Regions from separate parts of the Ovis aries genome. Here region 2 is linked to region 1. A link is a contact called in public Hi-C data. All regions are on one chromosome and are shown on one strand. The core of a region is the stretch at or near the end of the contact, and the rest is flanking DNA. Distances in the headings are between cores, read along the strand shown.

The links. A called contact is a pair of places that touch in the nucleus more often than the background predicts.
Region 2: a Hi-C map of hypothalamus shows a contact between it and region 1, with 1.7 times the contacts expected there. The contact joins two enhancer-like sites. A contact is called at or near these places in 3 of 16 Hi-C or Micro-C datasets (hypothalamus, skin fibroblasts and tail adipose tissue).

Annotation. Positions count from the first base shown.
Region 1 is chr6:60,549,693-60,555,591 of ARS-UI_Ramb_v3.0, forward strand. APBB2 (amyloid beta precursor protein binding family B member 2) reads right to left here. Exons shown (of 18, transcript XM_060417057.1): 8 at 54-259. Among named protein-coding and RNA genes, the nearest start is that of NSUN7, 170 kb to the left of the region's middle. Within about 2 kb of position 2,844, at least 24 of the 54 cell types and tissues checked have an H3K27ac peak or open chromatin away from gene starts, as enhancers often do. A contact at or near this core is called in hypothalamus, where this site is marked.
Region 2 is chr6:60,726,523-60,732,421 of ARS-UI_Ramb_v3.0, forward strand. The region is part of intron 2 of APBB2 (amyloid beta precursor protein binding family B member 2); the gene reads right to left. Among named protein-coding and RNA genes, the nearest start is that of APBB2, 79 kb to the right of the region's middle. Within about 2 kb of position 3,684, at least 14 of the 54 cell types and tissues checked have an H3K27ac peak or open chromatin away from gene starts, as enhancers often do. A contact at or near this core is called in hypothalamus, where this site is marked.

The DNA.
Region 1 (5,899 bases), core at 1,594-4,093:
AATCACAAGTTACATCCATTCTGCTAAGCCATGAAAAAGATACTTCATTTTACCTCGTTCTCTGGGGTGGGAGATGACGTTACAGAACTAAGGGACCCTTTCCTAGAACCCTGAAGATCTGCTGGGATGGAGACAGGGCGTTCCCACTGAGTCGTCCCTGTTGGTATGTGCCAGTAATAGGTCCCAGCGATGTCACTGACTCTCTTCCAGCCCGGTGGCAAATCTGGATCAGTCTGAAAGGAGTGGTCACTCCATATATCTGCTGGAAAATGGAAGAAAAAAAAAAAAAGAGAGAGAGAGAGGGTTTTATTAAAAGAAGAAACAACTACAGTTTTCTGGTTTTAGTTCCAATAGTCAGAAGAACTCCGCAGGCAGATATGTCCATAGCCCAAATGAGAACTAAAGCCATCCTACAAACACCAAGTATGTTAAGAGGGGGAATACAGAAAGGAAGAAAGAACTGCAAGGTTGACCCTTGATAACACGGATAGAAAGGACCCATTATCATCATTTTATAGTTCCAAGGACCCTATGAACAGGCTAAAGCTCCATTAGTCAGAATCAACTACTCAAACAAAATCTGCAAGATTACACACAAAATCTATGGAGCCCCTTTGTAACTTAGTAAGATTCACCGTTTGGGGTCACACACCCAGCAGTGAGTTCGATTCTAACTTTCTTTGCTTTCTGGATGACTTGCTGGATTTATGGGTACTGCACTTGTTATCTTTGCTTTAACAACTCCTCCCATTTGATGGTAAACACCTAAAAGCAGCCATGTCTTTTGTAACACTCTGGAATTCCAAACTGCACACAGAAGATCCCCAAAGAAGACAGACTGATAAAGCCTCAGAATTCAAAAAGGAACTCTAAAAACAGAACAATAATGTAAATACAGGAATGAGCATAGTGTGGAACACAATAGAGAATGGTGGGGACTGTGGCAAACCGGTGAAAGTGAAAGTTGCTCAGTCGTGTCCAGCTCTTTGCAACCCCATGGACTATACAGTCCATGGAATTCTCCAGGCCAGAATACTGGAGTGGGTAGCCTTTCCCTTCTCCAGGGGATCTTCCCAACCCAGGGATGGAACCCAGGTCTCCCACATTGCAGGCAGGTTCTTTACCAGTTGAGCCACAAGAGAAGCCCAAGAATACTGGACTGGGTAGCCTAGTCCTTCTCCAGTGGATCTTCCCAACCCAGGAATCGAACCGGGGTCTCCTGCATTGCAGGCGGATTCTTTACCAACTGAGCTATGAGGCAATCCAGTAAGCATGTACAAAGTCCAAAGGCCTTTAAATTAAAAAAATAATTCTTTATGCACTGTGTGTATGTATGTGTGTATGTGTGTGTGCGGGGTGGGACAAATAAAATACATCTACTGGGCAATTTCTGCCATCTCTGGACCATATCAATATTTTATTAGTTTACTGGATGATTATTTGCTTTTAAATATCTCATTTTGGGCTTTCTTATAAAATGGGCTAAAGTACTAGAGAAGAGAGGAGAGAAGAGGAAGCAGAGTAAGAAATCCATAGAGTGAGAGGCATGATGGAGAAATTACAAGCAGCTGGATGAACATACATAGGTAGGAAGACATAATCAATTTGCATTCTACATTGGGGGATCACTTTATTCTGAGGAGAGGCCCTTTCTTACGTGGCCATTCATAAGAGGCTGGAGCCAGTACAGCAATTCAAAGAAACTGGGCTGGCCTTGCCCTGTGCAAATGTCACCGCATCATGTCACTGAGACTGCTACCGTCGCCAAGATGAAAAAAAGAAGCCAAACAAAGACGTTGATTAAGATGATGGCACAGATGTGCATTCATGAGGGTGTTTGGCATCCCAGCATTTGCTTTTCTCATTTAAATCTGTCAGAGGCAAAACTGCCGCTTGTCTCAAATTATGATGGAAACTTCCCCTCCCCCTACAGGAAATTAAGCATGATTAAATAATTTCAAGTTACCCAAATCTTTCACAAACAACTCGAAGCAAATATGTGCATACACTCCTCTGTCTTGTCTCCTTGTTGGGGGGGCGGGGTGTGTGAGGGTTGTTTCTGCAGTTTGGTTTAAGGCCAAGGGGTAAACTAGGTCCCAGTGTAGAAACGGATGCCATTTTTTCAGAGACCTGAGTAAGATCAGCTTGGGGGAATTCAGAACATGAGTAAATGGGGATGGGAACAAAAGAAAGAACACAATGGCTTCGAGTCTGAGGCCTGCTGACCTGACCAGGGTTACAGAGCTGGTAACTGAGCACACCAGGACCCACCCTGGAGCCTGGGTACATCAACGCCAGGACACTGCCATTGCAGGCTTTGCATAGGGGCCTCCCTCCTTTACTCCCTCATTAAATCTGCATCCAGTAAACTCAGGCCACCTCAGCTGGTCTGTGGATCTGCAGCCTCTCCCATTAGAAGCCTGAGCTTCAAATTCCACCCCCAGACACACGGCGGAGGCTGAGATCCCACCTGTTTCTCCCTCCGCCCTTCCCCACAGGATCTCACACCTAAGAAGCTTTATGGTCTTCTGTCCTGTCATCGCTGCATCCCTGCCTCTTACTGAAGGTGCCTTCAAGGAGAAGAGGTTCACTGGTAGGTGTGGAAAGGTACAGGTGTCCTTTCCAAGTGGCCCACTTCACTGTGTGCAGTTCTGTCCCAGAAGCAGGGCCTGCAAGTCCGAGTATAAAAATAGCAAGGCTGACAGCCCCAAGAAAGTCCCTCTTGTGCTGAGAATCTCTTGGGCCAAGAGTGATACTTGGCAAAGGAACAAGGGGCCTGTCTGTGAGCAGCAAGGACCCGCCTTTCCAGCCGCCTCTGGGCGCCAGTGCCCGGGCCTGGCTCCACCCCTGGGACTGGGCTCTCCTCCGCAGTTGGGTCTGTGAGTGAGGCAAGCCAGCCTCTCCTCACCCTCTCCCTTGGGCTCACTAGCAGGAACCGAAGGGTCAAATGGAAACAAATGAGCATCTAGCAGCAGCTGGAAATTTCCCTTTCTGCTCAGGAGGCCACAGGAAGGAGGGATGGGTGAGCTGGGATGCTAAATTTGGTAACGTCTGCAGCACAGAGCACAAAAGTCTCCCTCTGGTCCTCTGAATGGCCCTCACTCCCTTCCTCAACAGCTGCTGTGTGCCCAGTGCCTCAATGTGCAAGGCAGGGGGTGAGGACCTTGTGAACAAAGAGGAGACAGATGAACTCCTTCCACAAACATTTCCTGCTTACTCTGTGCCAGGCATGGTTCCAGGGCTGGGGGCACACAGGTCATCAGATAGACCTAGCCAGACCCTGCATCCGAGACCTGGGTTCTCAAGCATCAGTCACCTGGAGAACCTGCTAGAACACAGATCGTCGGGTGCCAGCCTCCCACCCTCCACCCCCACCCCAAGCTTCTGACTCGGTCGCTCTGAGGTGGGGCCTGAGACTCTGCATCTCTAACAGTTCCCAGGTGCTACTGATTTCATGCTGTTGGCTTTGGGAACCAGACTTTTTAAAAATGACTGGTCTGGGAAAACAAAAGGTAATCATTCTTATCTACCAAATGCCATCTGACTCCTGGCTTCAGAAAACAGAAAATGTGAATTATACTTCATCATTCATTCATTCACCCACTTATTCACGCATTCTCGTGCACAGAGCGACTCTACTACATACCAAGCACTACTCTAGAAGCTGAGAATGTACAGCAATGAATAAAAGAGGCAATTTACGGATAATGGCGTCAGTTGTGTCTGGTGATGGGCTATTTGGTAGGATAGTCTGAAGAAAGAACAATGTCACCCCCAAACAGAAGGGGCTGGCCTTGGGAAGAGACTAGGGAACAGCATTCCTGGAAGAGGGAATCTCAAGTGCAAAGTCCCTGTGGCAGGAAAGAGGCCGTCATGTCATTACAGCAGAAGGTCACGTGAATGAGAGATGAGTGGTCCAGAATAAGACTTAACTCCATAAGAGCTAAGAATTCACCCTCTATGCAAAGGAAAACTCGTGAAGTTCTTGTGTGGTCTGTGTTTTCAAAATCAGAAAAGCAATCTGCACAATGCTCCCATTCTTGGAGAAGAAAAACCTCTCTCTTCTGAAGTCTCAGCTGCAGCTGCTGCTGGCTACTCTTTCTGAGCAATGTTATTCCCAAAGGAGCCAGGCTCCTAGGTCCAAACTGCTGTATATGAATTTAGCGTTAAAACCGTTTCTCTGCTCACCAGTGGTCTGCTTCCATTGACTCTCTCTCTCTCTCTTCTTCTCTTACTCACTACTTAGCCCCTTTATTTTTTCTGGACCTAGAACTTTGTTGTCAGGAAACAGCAAGAAAGTTCTTCATCCCCTCCAGCTTCATCATTGACTTCTGGCGACAAGAGCACAGAGCCAGGACTCCAGGTCAGGATCATTTATTATAGGTTTGCTGAGGCTTCCAGGCAGCACATGGAGGCTGCTTAGAAGGTGGTTTGAAACTGTCCTAAGTCAAAGGAACTGGCAAAAATGATAACTATGGAGACAAGGGGATGAGCCCTAAATGCCCCAAATCTGTGAATTCTCAGAATTCTGACCTGCTGGCCTGCCGACAGAGGGGAGGAAAGCTTGCCCCAGTCTCAGCGCCTCTGCTCTTTCTTATATTTATTTGCAAGGCCTATCTAGGACTCTGAAGTGTCTATCACAGCCTCACAAAAATTACACATTTTACTCCATTGAGCTTTCCTGTGGTTGCAGTCTTCTGACATCTAATAAAACTCTTGACAGTTTTGAGAGTGTTGATTTTCTAACTCTTTCTCCTATATTTTCCTTTAAAAAAGTTAAGATTTTTCATGTTTTTGAAATAGAGAGTTCTTTGTAACTGAGGATTTTCCTGTTGAAAATTCTTGAGTAAATGTTCCAAGAACTCACAATTTAAACGGTCCTTAAATTTGGGCCTTATAATACTACATACTTTGTGTATTTTTATCCAGTATTTTGGCATAAGCGCAACACAATATTTCTTAATTTAAACTCACTGGGGACATAAGTCTTTGCTAGGCTTACTCAACTAAATTTGTTTCAAGGCTATATTACTGACAAGAGCTCTGGAGTCAGTCAATAGCCTTGAATCTCAGCTCCAACGCTGGCTAGCCGTGTCATCTCAGACAAATGGCTTAATTTCTAATGGCCTGTCTGCTTACTATGACAGAACTGATGACAGCTTCTACACCATACAGTTGATGTGGAACACAGGGCTCAGCACAAAGCCAGGCACGTAATAACCACTCAGTAAATCTCGGTTACTAGTCACTATTAATTTCTTCATTCAAATGTGGCTTTAGGGGAAAAGACTGTGGAGAAAATACATTTTGAAATGGCATCAACCACAGCGCACTTCACTGAAAAACTAAGATTCCCAAATGTGATTTTTACTAAAAAGGTAGTTTTTATTTAGATCAAGAAAAGTAGATGAGCATGTTGGCCACTCACATGTCCATTCAGAAGCAAAGCCTCAGATGAGGACACACTGGTTTGAGTTTGTGGCATCTCTTTAAACAGCATGTGGCTGCTTTATGTCATGCAGCTAGGCCATTAAAGTAGAAATGAAACGAGAACAAAATAGCTTATGAAGTCTAAGTATTATTTCAGGCACCCTTCTTTAGAGACTGCTCTGCCTCAGGTCCTCAAGAAAGTATGCAAAAGGAACTGATCTGATGATGGTGGAAAATAAAAGGGAAATTATGCCTCCCTGTTCACAGACTGTTAACCAAAATCAAAACAGTCAAGAGGACTCTGCAAAGACAAATTTAAAGACTAAAGGGCATGAGATGTAAGCCACTAAAAATTATCCAGAGGGAAAATTGGTATTTGTAAATATGAATTCATCCATTCACACCTATACAATACATATGATTGAAGTTAATCATATGACCTGGCTACAGAATATTTAAAATATCATAC
Region 2 (5,899 bases), core at 2,434-4,933, 180 kb after region 1:
ACACTGATCTGCCCTGTGGAAAACCACAGGAATGTTCTGGCAAGGCTCGGACTGAATTCTTGGGACACAGAGGGCTGGGATCATTCCCCTTAGGAACCTGAACAGAAAATTAACTTGCTCAATATGTTTTTAAAAAGTAAAATGAAACCCAGATTTAATCTCAATCAAATACAAAAGCATTTCAGGACTTCAAAGGGCACCACCAAAAGACACACAAGGGAAAGGTCACAAAAAATTCCAGTGTGGTTCAGAATTTAGAATGTATTTTCAATGCAAAGTAGATAGTATAGCAGAAAAGTTCACAGGCTAAATAACCCAAAGGAGAAACTAATCATCTTTCATTTCCTAATACAGGAAAATGATATATGAAAACCAGTATTCAAGTGAATCATAAATATTATCAAGTGTATAATATGTTCAGGCAAAAGGAATCACTTAACTATCCTGCTTCAGGCTAAACCTGCAGCTTGGCCCACACTAGCTACTATGCTTCAGCTTAAAGAATCAAGGCATCAAGAAAAACTGCTAAAATAACTTAGGCTGACTGAATTCAGAAACAGAAAAATGAGGAAATCTTATAAGAGCAATTAGTGAACAATTAAGAACAGATTAAAGTCTTTGTTCAGTTCAGTCGCTCAGTCGTGTCTGACTCTTTGCGACCCCATGAATCGCAGCACCCCAGGCCTCCCTGTTCATCACCAACTCCCGGAGTTCACTCAGACTCACGTCCATCAAGTCAGTGATGCCATCCAGCCATCTCATCCTCTGTTGTCCCCTTCTCCTGCCCTCAATCCCTCCCAGCATCAGAGTCTTTTCCAATGAGTCAACTCTTCGCATGAGGTGGCCAAAAAACTGGAGTTTCAGCTTTAGCATCATTCCTTCCAAAGAAATCCCAGGGCTGATCTCCTTCAGAATGGACTGGTTGGATCTCCTTGCAGTCCAAGGGACTCTCAAGAGTCTTCTCCAACACCACACTTCAAAAGCATCAATTCTTTGGTGCTCAGCATGACAACAGGAAAAACCATAGCTTTGGACCTTAGTCGGCAAAATAATGTCTCTGCTTTTTAATATGCTATCTAAGTTGGTCATAACTTTTCTTCTAAGGAGTAAGCATCTTTTAATTTCATGACTGCAGTCACCATCTGCAGTGATTTTGGAGCCCCAAAAAAATAAAGTCTGACACTGTTTCCACTGTTTCCCCATCTATTTCCCATGAAGTGATGGGACCCAATGCCATGATCTTCGTTTTCTGAATGTTGAGCTTTAAGCCAACTTTTTCACTCTCCTCTTTCACTTTCATCAAGAGGCTTTTTAGTTCCTCTTCACTTCCTGCCATAAGGGTGGTATCATCTGCATATCTGAGGTTATTGATATTTCTCCCAGCAATCTTGATTCCAGCTTGTGTAGCTTCCAGTCCAGCATTTCTCATGATGGACTCTGCATATAAGTTAAATAAGCAGGGTGACAATATACAGCCTTGACGTACTCCTTTTCCTATTTGGAACCAGTCTGTTGTTCCATGTCCAGTTCTAACTGTTGCTTCCTGACCTGCATACAGATTTCTCAAGAGGCAGGTCAGGTGGTCTGGTATTCTGTCAAATATTGATTCAAGAGAGAACAAAACATATGTTACCTTCAGATACTAGGTCCACAATTCTATTTCTGTAAGTCACAGACCCTGACACAAGTGTGCCAAGCATAATATTACATTAATCTCCATCTTCATTTGAAACCTCTGTGGCAAAAATAATTTCAAAAGGAACACAGCAGGAAAAAAGCAAGATATCAAGGTATCTATCTGTGGTATAATGCCAGTTTTGTTCTACAAACTGAGTGTATATAATCTAAAGATTTCAAAGCATGAACAATAATGGCTATTTCTGGATCATGGAATTAGACATATTTGTGTTTACCTCTTAGTGTTTTTCCAGGTTTTCTACAATTAATATCTATCATTTTAGCATATTTTTAAATAAAGTTTTTCTTATTAAACAGTATGGGAACGTGAATCAGAAATGGAATATCAATATAATATACTAGCCTCTTTGTAGGCTTCCTCTTATCTGAAGAATAAGAGCTAAAATTAAAAAGACTTCATTTATCTGAACTTTGTAATTCTTAACTTAGAAGTTCAAAAGCCAAGTGTCCAATAACACCCCCAGGGCTGAACAACTACTTTTCTAGGAACAAGAAATTTTTACTGATTTTGCAAACCTGTCACAAAGAAAACCTGTCTCCCTTAACTAATGCATCTAAATTTCTCTATCACTAGCCATGCTATACAACTGTCATTTATTAAAAATGTCCTGATGTCACTTAAGATTTCACAGGAGCAGAGCCCTTAGTAAACACTGCCACATGCCATTTCTGATATTTCTGGCATCTCAGGAAACACAAAACACAATGGTGGAATCTTAAGGGAATGGCACTCCAGTATTCTCGCCTGGGGAATTCCATGGTCAGAGGAGCCTGGTGGGCTACAGTCCATAGGGTCACAAAGAGCCAGACACAACTGAGCAACTAACACTTCCACTAAAACTGGGGTACCTGGCAGTCCATCACTCTAAGAAGCCAACGTCCTCAGTTTACAAATGAGGACACGGTGGCCCAGAGAGGTCAAATGTGTCTTCCAAGGCCACACAGCTGGTGGGGCAGGGATAAGTCCAGATCACCAGCTCCACTGTGACCAAGTGCTCTATCCACCACTACATCTCGGCACATACTCCACCACAGGTTAAATTCATATTAGCAAAACGAGTAGAACAAGACAAGAAATGTATTCCGTCAAAAATGAAATGCATGCAGGAAAAGAAAAGCAGAGACTCAAAGCTGGGCTAAACTAGCTGAGGCTCTGCCCATAACCCGCTCTGCCGGAGTAACAATGGCTGCAGTGTGAGCGGGCAGCAGGTGCCGTGAACACAAACCGCCTGTCGTGCCAAAAGCTTTCTGGTCCTGTACTTGTCCTGCTGATGACAGCACGGCTCCACTGCTCGAAGCAGGGCAAGAGGTTTTCAACAAGAGAAAACAACACTGGCAACTGTGAGCCACCTGTGGGTGAGACGAGGGACGCGTGCTCACCCCATCGTTGGCAGTAAATAATCTACCAAATGATCAGACATCAAGTCTGAGCCTCCTCCTTCCAAAAGTTTTAGGGAAGAGATATTATTGATTTCAAAAATTAAGAAACAGAGTGGGGTCATTTTGTAAAGTACAGAAACAGCAAATCTTTATGTTGTGTACCTAGGACTAACAGTGTTGTAGGTCCATTATACTTTAATAAAACATTGTTTGAAAGAAAGAAAGGAAGGAACAGGAAGGAAAGGAAAGAAGAGAGTCACCAACAACTAAAATAAAATAATCCTAATGCTTCATCTCTTATGCCAGATACAAGCGTGAGGGGTAAGCAAGACTTTTCCTCACTTCCTCTAAGTGACATATACGAACACTGCTCCTCTTCACTTCTTTCTCAGCATTCACCTATAGCATCCACACCACGCCAGTCGGAAACCTAGGAGTCCCACAGATGTGAACAGCCTGATGAGTAAGGGAGAGGAGAAGACAGATGGCAGTGACGAACTCAGAAATGCTCCCTGAAAAGCCTTCATTGAGTTCCCTTGCGTCACCCCGTGCCTACTGTGCAGCAGGACCACAAAGGCAGGAACTGTGAAGCCGCTAAGAAAAAAGCTGCATCCAAGGACAATGTGAGCCAGCTTTGTAAGCGGTCAGGATCAACACAATGGCCCCGTCCCGCCTCATCTCAGGAGTCAGGCGCCCGAAAAAAACGCATATTTTTTCCACCCCAAACTTCTCCTTCCCCGCTATCTATTTCCATGGCTGGACCCTGGAGGAAAGACAATATCGACAGTTTATTCATCCCCTTCTGTGCCTCTGCTCTGATACTAAAGGTTAATGTCCACAGAGGGCAAAAGGAATCAGATTCTTGTTGCTATTTCACAATGAAATCAAAGCTTGGTAGTGAGTGTTGTTCTAGGGACTCTTGGAAAGTCATTTGTAAGGTAACGACAGTAAGTTTAAATTTAGCAGTCTGATAGAATGAACTCTGACCTGCTAATCAAATTTGGCACAGTCTTGCTGAAATCACAAAATTATCTTTCTCAATGACAGACTAAACAGAATTAGATCAGATTCATTGATTTTGAAATCCTTTCTTACTGGGAACCCTGACTGGGTGCTACTTTGTTCTTTATCTTCACTCAGTATCTTTGGCAAAATGTGCCCATAGATACTGCCACTGTTTGAGAATCTTAAATGTATGGTTAGCACTTTTTCCCCATTTTAATATCGCAGGGAAAGTTTGTCCTTCCTAAGCCTGATTCCAGAAGTATTAGCCAAGCCAATTCAATACTTCTGAAATTTCTCTCTCACAATGATCAGGAGGACCAGGCAAGAATATGTCAGAAAACATTCCTTTCGTGGTGTGGGAAATTTTATTTTAAAAACTTAGATTGAGAGTATTGATAACTTCACATCTTAAAATATTTGGGAGAAGGGAGTATAAGTTATTTGAAATAATGAGGACTGTGTTTTAAGTTACACATCACCAGCAACTGAAATCTATAAGCGAAACTGGCACCCAATGAAGTCTGTGGAGACATGACAATTTTGAAAAGGTTTCATACAGTAATGTCCCCTGTCATGCTCTCAAGTAAAGAGGGTTGCAACACTTTGGAAGGGGAGGAATTTATGCTTTCTAATGTTCTAAAAACTGTTCTTTGAAAGCAAACTTGGTTCAAAATTGGAAAAAGAGTACAAAGGATAAGGCTGTCTATCATCATCCTACTTAATTATATGAAGAGTACATCATGCAAAATGCCGGGTTGGATGAATCACAAGTTGGAATCAAGACTGCCAAGAGAAATATCAACAGCATCAGATATGCAGACTCTAATGGCAGAAAGTGAAGACGAACTAAAGAGCCTGTTGGTGAGAGTGAAAGAGAAGAGTGAAGGAGATGGCTTGAAACTCAGTATTCAAAAAACTAAGATCACAGCATCCAGTCCCATCACCAGATGGCAAACAGATGGGGAAAAAGTGGAAACAATGGCAGATTTTATTTTCTTGGGTTCCAAAGTCACTGAGGACAATGACTGCAGTCGTGAAATTAAAAGACGCTTGCTCCTTGGAAGAAAAGCTATGACCAACCTAGACAATGTATTAAAAGGCAAGAACATCTCTTTAATGACAAAGGTCCATCTAGTAAAAGCTTTGATTTTTCCAGTGGTCATGTATGGATGTGAGAGTTGGACCATAAAGAAGGCTGAGCAAGGAAGAATTGATGCTTTTGAAGTGTGGTGTTGGAGAAGACTCTTGAGAATCCCTTGGACTGCAAGGAGATCTAACCAGTCCATCCTAAAGGAGATCAACCCTGAATATTCATTGGAAGGACTGATGCTGAAGCTCCAATACTTTGGCCACTTGATGCAAAGAGCCGACTCAGGAAAAGTTAAGCAGCAAGGATGCTTCTGCTGCAATATAATGGTTTCTTTTTCCACCAAAATAGCCACACATGAAAGTTAAAAGGAATATTTGAATTGATCCAAATACAGTAAACATTTTATTTCTTAAATCTCCAGGCTACATTTTACAATATGCCAAATAACTGCCACCAATGAAAGGCACTCTTGGGTCTGAGGGATTACGATTTGTGTTTTTTGGCATGGAGAACACTCTCCATACCTCCCTCCTCCCCCACCCAAGGAATACGAACATATGCTGGAATCCATCCAAACACAACCTCAGTTTTAACAAGGGGAATATCAGTTATTTTAGAATCATTTCCTGTAGCCATTTTTTTAAAGGATAAAAAAAATTGAATTCTATTTTTTTTAGAAACTAAACTGAACATGCCAAACGTCTGCCTTCACAAAGTTTCCTTTAA